Regions from separate parts of the Oncorhynchus mykiss genome. Here region 1 is linked to region 2. Evidence: chromatin contacts called from public Hi-C data. All regions are on one chromosome and are shown on one strand. The core of a region is the stretch at or near the end of the contact, and the rest is flanking DNA. Distances in the headings are between cores, read along the strand shown. Region 1 holds the start of LOC110523576 (PH and SEC7 domain-containing protein 4). Region 2 holds the start of ssna1 (Sjoegren syndrome nuclear autoantigen 1).

Region 1 (3,144 bases), core at 623-3,122, 170 kb after region 2:
GTATGGTGAGGTGGCCTGCCTGGCTGAAGGTCTTCTCACACAGGTCACAATGGTACGGCCTCTCCCCTGTATGAATCCTGTAATGTGTTTTCAAGTCCCCCATACCATTGAACCTCTTGCCACACTGTACACAGCAGTAAGGCTTCTCACCAGTGTGGATTCTTTGGTGTATCCTCAGGTTACCTGCGTTGCTGAAGGTTTTGGCGCACACAGTGCAACTGTATGGCCTCTCTCCTGTGTGAGTTCGTAAATGGACTTTAAGCTGGTTGTGTTCACTGAAGCGTTTCCCACAGTGTGGGCAGCAGTACGGTCTCTCTCCCGTATGAACACGCTTGTGTATCCTGAGCTGGCCCGGGTGACCGTAGTTCTTACCACAGAGGTCGCAGCTGAACGGTCTCTCTCCCGTGTGAGTGCGTTTGTGGGACTTGAGCAGGTCTGCTCGGCCAAAGCGTTTGCCGCAGTAGTTGCAGCAGTGGGCCTTCTCGCCACTATGAGTCCTCAGGTGGATGTTGAGGGATTGCACTCGACTAAATGTCTTCTCACACTGGGTGCAGTTGTAGAAGCCTTGTGCGTTTTTAGAGGACTCTGCAGAGTTCAAAGTGGGTAAAATATCCTCCCCACTCATCCCAGCAGGGTTAGATGCCATGTCAGGGTAGTATGTCAGGAAGGGGTCTTCTTCTGGTTCAGCCTCTCCAGTTACATTGTGACACAGCCTTCCCTCTGACTCAACAAAATGGCCGCACTCGTCTCCCATCTCCATGTGACTGTCAGACACTATGGTGACTTTGACTTCACTGTCGCTGTCTCTAGAGTCCACATCTGTGTCCAGTGGTGACTGAAGGTGTTCATCATACTCTTCAGGAATGATGTAATTCACCTCAGCACTCTCTGTCTTAATTTGCTTAGAAGCCAGGTTGAGAGGAGACGGGGGCTTTGAGAGGTCTATGGCGTAGTCATCCTCCATATCAGGTTCTGTCTTTATGTTTTTGAACATTAAGGCAGAAACGTTTTGGAGGCATTCTGGTTCCTGCTGAGTTGCTGCATCTGTAAAAGAGACAGACCCTCTGCTCTGAGGCATTTTGTCCTTCTGCTGTCTCCTGGAGCTCCTTCGCTCATCACCCTGTGTTTTGATTGGCTTCTGGGATTGGCCAACAACTGAATGGCTGGAACAGGTCTTCCTTGACAAGTCAGGGAGGTGAACAGCATCCTGGTTACTTCCAGGGTCTGTGCAAAACAAAACACATGTTTAAGTTTTTTTTTTAAAGTAAACTGTTATCCATGGTTTCAATGGGTGCCTGGAAAAGGACATGTAAACATGCAACAGAGTGAGGGTCAGCTTGGCTCGGTGGCCATATTGAGGGCGGCTTGTACCTCAAGTTTGGACAACAAAGGACAGTTAGGCCTACCTCGTCATTATGCAACCAGGTGTGCATCGATAGATGCACACATTTTTAAAACAACTGTGCATTATGTACATACCCTTAACTATCGAATCCTTGTTGTCTTGATCGTGCAACCTTTGTCTAAGATCTTCATTCTCAGTTTCAATTCTTTGTAATTTACCCTTGTACTCAGACAATGTCTGGTCCACTGACTCCAATATGTCACTCACTGTGGCTTTAAAAATCGCATTCAGAGACGACTCCAAGAATACTTTTAAATCTTTTGACTTGGCCATAGTTTGCTAATAAATAGCATACAAATAAACGATAAACATATTTTAAAACCTTCTAAACTATCTTACAAGATGGGTGTGTATGATGTTGCTGCCGTGTACGGAACAAAGCGAACCAGTAAACGTCGCGTGAAAGTGACGTCCCTTTCCTTCGTTTCGTTGTTCTCTTTCCGTAGTGCCTTTTTACCGCCTCCGCAGTTTAGGAGTACGCATAGCATGTGTGTTGGCCGTCTATTCAAGCGTAGTAGCCACCTGGCAGGCAGGTAAAGGTAGGTTTAATGTTCGTTAATATGACATGCATTTAGTGCATTCTGTCGAGGGGAGCTTGTAGGGGGTTGTTTGGTGATTTGACACGTGTTTACTGTTCAAGTAGCTAGTGTTCAAGAAGCATAGATCCAAGTTATACTACTTGTCACAACAACTAGCTCTTCATGTGGTGTCCTACTGTATGTAGTGCTACAAAACAACATCATTTAGGAAGTCAACACATGTAAAGTGCTTGTTTACCTTTATTGTTATTTTGAGGTTTACATGGAACAATCCTTATGAAAAAACAGAGGGAATGTTGTCTTGTCTTCTTCCTCTGTAAGTAGACATTGGGAATAGGGTCCAATGGCTTACATCGTTATTTGCTTAAAAGAATACCTGCTGTGTTCTGAGGCTCTACGAGTTCACTCCCTTGTGTCAGTCTGAGTTTCAGGAATGAAGTTCAGACACTCCCCTAACCTGTGTGGGTGCCTTTAGGCTGTGGGCAGAGGCCCAATGCTCTCAGGTGTCTTTGTGCGCTTTCTCTGACTGCCAATCACAATGTGCCTTTTCTTCCTTTTTGTTGCCTCTTTCAGCTCTCTCATTCCACTCCTCCTTCCCCTTCCCCTGTCTTTCCCAGGCATATCCGTGTTGCAGATGAGCAGAGAGTGGCGGAAGTCTGGGATCTGTTGCCTGGAGATGAGAGGTATCTGTCACAGAGGAGTGGATCAGGACTTGTGAGTTGCATGCGTCCTCTCTCTGTGACACCCCAGGCTAGCGCTGTCTGAGAGAGGCTGTAAGACTTGTTTGTTGTGGGTCTGTGTTGCAGCACCCAGATTGACAAGTCACTGGAGGGATTACGCCGTGTGCTGTAAGCCGTCTATCTACATGGCAATAAAGAGTTTTTTCCCCCCCAGACTGACTTAAAGCCCTACTAGCTAACTGATCATATGATACCCCTTGAGAAAACTTGAAAGGGTAAGTCGATATGCAAGTTTACTATGAAATTGGCAAGTGTTACTCTGTGAAACCTTGGTCGTTTTTAGGGACACTCTGGGGCGGCAGGGTAGCCTAGTGGTTAGAGCGTTGGACTAGTAACCAGAAGGTTGCAAGTTCAAATCCCCGAGCCGACAAGGTACAAATCTGTTGTTCTGCCCCTGAACAGGCAGTTAACCCACTGTTCCTAGGCTGTCATTCTTAACTGACTTGCCTAGTTAAATAAA
Region 2 (3,083 bases), core at 511-3,010:
TGGTGTAGTAAATTGTTTGAAAAACAAATCTTATTTGGTCAGCAACCTATTCTGTTGAGTAAGGCAAGCTGGAAAAGTCTAACTTGTTGATAGGTAATTTCACTTTATTCTGTGAGGTGGTTCTCCCATAGACAGGCTCTTTGGTCTACTGTACCTCCTGAAAGTCGAAGAGGAAAGAGCTCTCGTACTCCCCCCTGCAGTGCTGCTCCATCCGCTGCTCTATCAGTTTGTGTAAGATGGACGTCACTGCCTCTGAGCTGACCCGCTCCAATAGCTGCAACCTGGACCTGGGGGGCGGGACAATCACACTTTAGCAGATTTGTAGGAAGAGACAACCGCACAAGATACATTTTAAACATAGCAGGCACACAAAGGTAGAGATGTAGACAATGGTTAAGGAAGTGAACCTTGATCTAAGACATTTGTGATGTTGTTTGTTGTAGTCATATTTGAATGTAAGACGTTAAGCAGTACAACAATTAGGGTCTATAAAACAGAGCAGACAGTGACACAGCACCCCTCCATTCACTCACAGTACTTGGCTGAGCTCTTGCAGCTGCTCCAGGGCTTGCTGACACCAGCATCGCTGAGTGGGGACAGTGCAGCCCTGACAGACCCCCCCCTCAGGCCCCCCGCCCCCCTCCTCAGCCTCCCCTGCCTCCCCCTCCTGGGTCATGTGCACAGAGAAAGTCCTACTGTAGAACTCCAGTATTCTCTCCTGGAGCACAGCTGAGGGGGAGAACAGCAGAATGGCCCTGATGACAGAGAAGGCCCTCTCACGGAGACCCCTGGCCCCAGGGCCACACAGACCACCCCGGCCCTCGTCCTGCCAGGTACCCAGCCTCTCCAACCCTCCTGGGGAAAAGGACATAGAGCACATTTTTATGCATATGGCAAGATTCTGTTCAGTCAAAATTCTAGCATTATTAAGGGTGCATTTAACTGTAACTTCAATGTTTGATCCCACCTAGGAAAGGTTGCAGTCTGTCCAAAAGGGTACGGAAGGCCATGAGTAGGATCCTGGCCCTGTCCTTCTCCTCCAGTTCATTCTCTGGTTGCTTCATTCCAGCCCAGAACTCAGGGGCAATAGCAGTAGTAAGACGCACCTGCAGGGTCTCCATTAGCCATCCCTCCAGAAACTGTCCCAGGCTGTTAGAGCACAGCAGGCTAAGCCCCTCAGAGAGAGACTCATCAGACATGGTGATGTCATTGGACACTGGAGACACCTACAGACAGAGGAAATTGTTTATGTTCTTATAAACAGATACGGTCTATGGTGTGTATGTACATTGATAGATCAACATTGGTCTTAGCTAGTTAGCTAATGCCTGGCATGTGAATCTGTTAACGTTAGCTATCTAACGTTACATGTCCAGCAGCCAACCACAGTAGTACAATTGATCTTATTTAATTCTCACATAAAAGGCAAGCAGGCTATATCAACAACACAAGGTGCTACCGTAGGCAAGTTAGGTCCATCTACTCACCAGAGCTGCAGTTACGGTGTCCCAAGCAGAAGGTAGCCCCTGTGGTACTGAGAAAAACATCTCAGTAGAGTCCATCATCCCGGGTGGACCTAATTACTCAGCGAGAACCACTCGATTGTGTACTGACAAAGTTATCGTCTGTGTTATATCACTCACCCATATTAATAATATGTACGTATCATAGTTTATAAGAAATACTAATATGAATCTAAAATGTAATTATAGATGCCATTTGATTGAAGTTATCGCGCTCTTGCCAAACCTGTGGCGCATAATAGTGACGTACGTGTGGTTGCGGAAGTCATAAAAGTGTGGCGGAAGTGTACGTGACAGTTTGTTAGCTAGTTGTCGTGGAAACAAGCTAAATGGAGGGATTTTGAAGCTAGTTAAGGACAGTGTCGGTGTCGAGAAGGAGTCCATATCGACTGCCTACATCTTTGCACAAATGAGCCAGTTTACAAACTAGTTAAACCTAGCGAGAGTTATCTGTAGCAATACCTTGGCTTCAAACTGCAAAGTTATCATTGAGTCGCTAACTAACGTAGATAGTACTCTGGCTGTGTGCGCGGGGAAGGGCCCTGAAGAGCTGGAAAAGTAAGTATAATCGACAACATCATGACCCAACAAGGAGCAGCGCTACAAACCTACAACAATGAGCTTGTCAAGTGTAAGTGGCATTTCGTATATTTGTCTTTAAATACTACGTTGCTTTAGTTAACTGTTTCTACCTAGCTATGTCAATATGTTAGCTAGCTAGCTTCTTGTTTTCACTTGTTTGGGTCCGTTGTGGAAATATCTGTATTTTTATGCTGTATTTAGGCCCTTCAGGGACAAAGATTTCCCGAATGTATCATATTCCAGCTCCTCATTTTGGACAGCTACAGCTAATTAGGCACTTGTGACTGAATCTGGGTAGTTAACCTTGAAAGAGTATGCTGCTTCTATCCCATGCTTTGATGCAGCCTGTTTCTAGGCTCTTTCTCTTTGATGCGATTTCCTTTTCTCCCAATAGAAAGTCATTATTTCCCTAGGTGCATGTGCAGACAGTTCTTTTTTTCCTATATCACTACACAAGAGTATGTGTGATTCAGTCAACTGAGTTGTTGAAAGGTTAGGGAGGGGGATTAAATGCGGCAGAATTATGTTATTCCTTATTCCCGTATTTTACAGACAAGAGACGCTAGACTTGGACCCAGTCTGTGCGGAAGTTTACCTGTTTGACTTGTCAAGGAAATATGTTTAGTTTGAAATACTTTTGTATTAATTTATTTTTAATTGACCTTGCTTTAGCACAGCCATCAAACCCCTGACACGTAGTTTAAATCAAGACATGGCATTCTGCTTGTGTAGAATTTAAATGCATCCAACTCTGAGTAACTGTTTCAATCAGTCCATGTATAGATAGATGCCCATAATCTCACTGACATGACTGGTAATGTCAGAGGAATTTGATCTAGACTTTAACCCAGGTGTTCTGCTTCATAGGACTATTTTCATTGAAATTGTCTAAGATCAATTGAACCCTTGATTCTCAACCCACTCATTATAGTTTTGATAGATTTGTCAGCAGTTTTGAATCATAATGGCTGGCTTTGA

What was found. Hi-C and Micro-C count contacts between places; a contact is called where the count stands out from the background.
Region 1: a Hi-C map of liver shows a contact between it and region 2, with 7 times the contacts expected there. The contact joins the promoter of LOC110523576 here to the promoter of ssna1 in region 2. A contact is called at or near these places in 2 of 3 Hi-C or Micro-C datasets (blood and liver).

Annotation. Positions count from the first base shown.
Region 1 is chr5:29,172,447-29,175,590 of USDA_OmykA_1.1, forward strand. It overlaps LOC110523576 (PH and SEC7 domain-containing protein 4), which reads left to right and starts at 1,873. Exons shown (of 17, transcript XM_036977221.1): 1 at 1,873-1,944; 2 at 2,518-2,658; 3 at 2,751-2,899. LOC110523575 (zinc finger protein 260) reads right to left here and starts at 1,809. Exons shown (of 2, transcript XM_021602382.2): 1 at 1,480-1,809; 2 at 1-1,224. The coding sequence starts at 1,678.
Region 2 is chr5:29,003,007-29,006,089 of USDA_OmykA_1.1, forward strand. It overlaps ssna1 (Sjoegren syndrome nuclear autoantigen 1), which reads left to right and starts at 1,761. Exons shown (of 3, transcript XM_021602365.2): 1 at 1,761-2,154. The coding sequence starts at 2,103. It overlaps anapc2 (anaphase-promoting complex subunit 2), which reads right to left and starts at 1,630. Exons shown (of 14, transcript XM_021602363.2): 1 at 1,488-1,630; 2 at 968-1,226; 3 at 534-855; 4 at 155-287. The coding sequence starts at 1,565.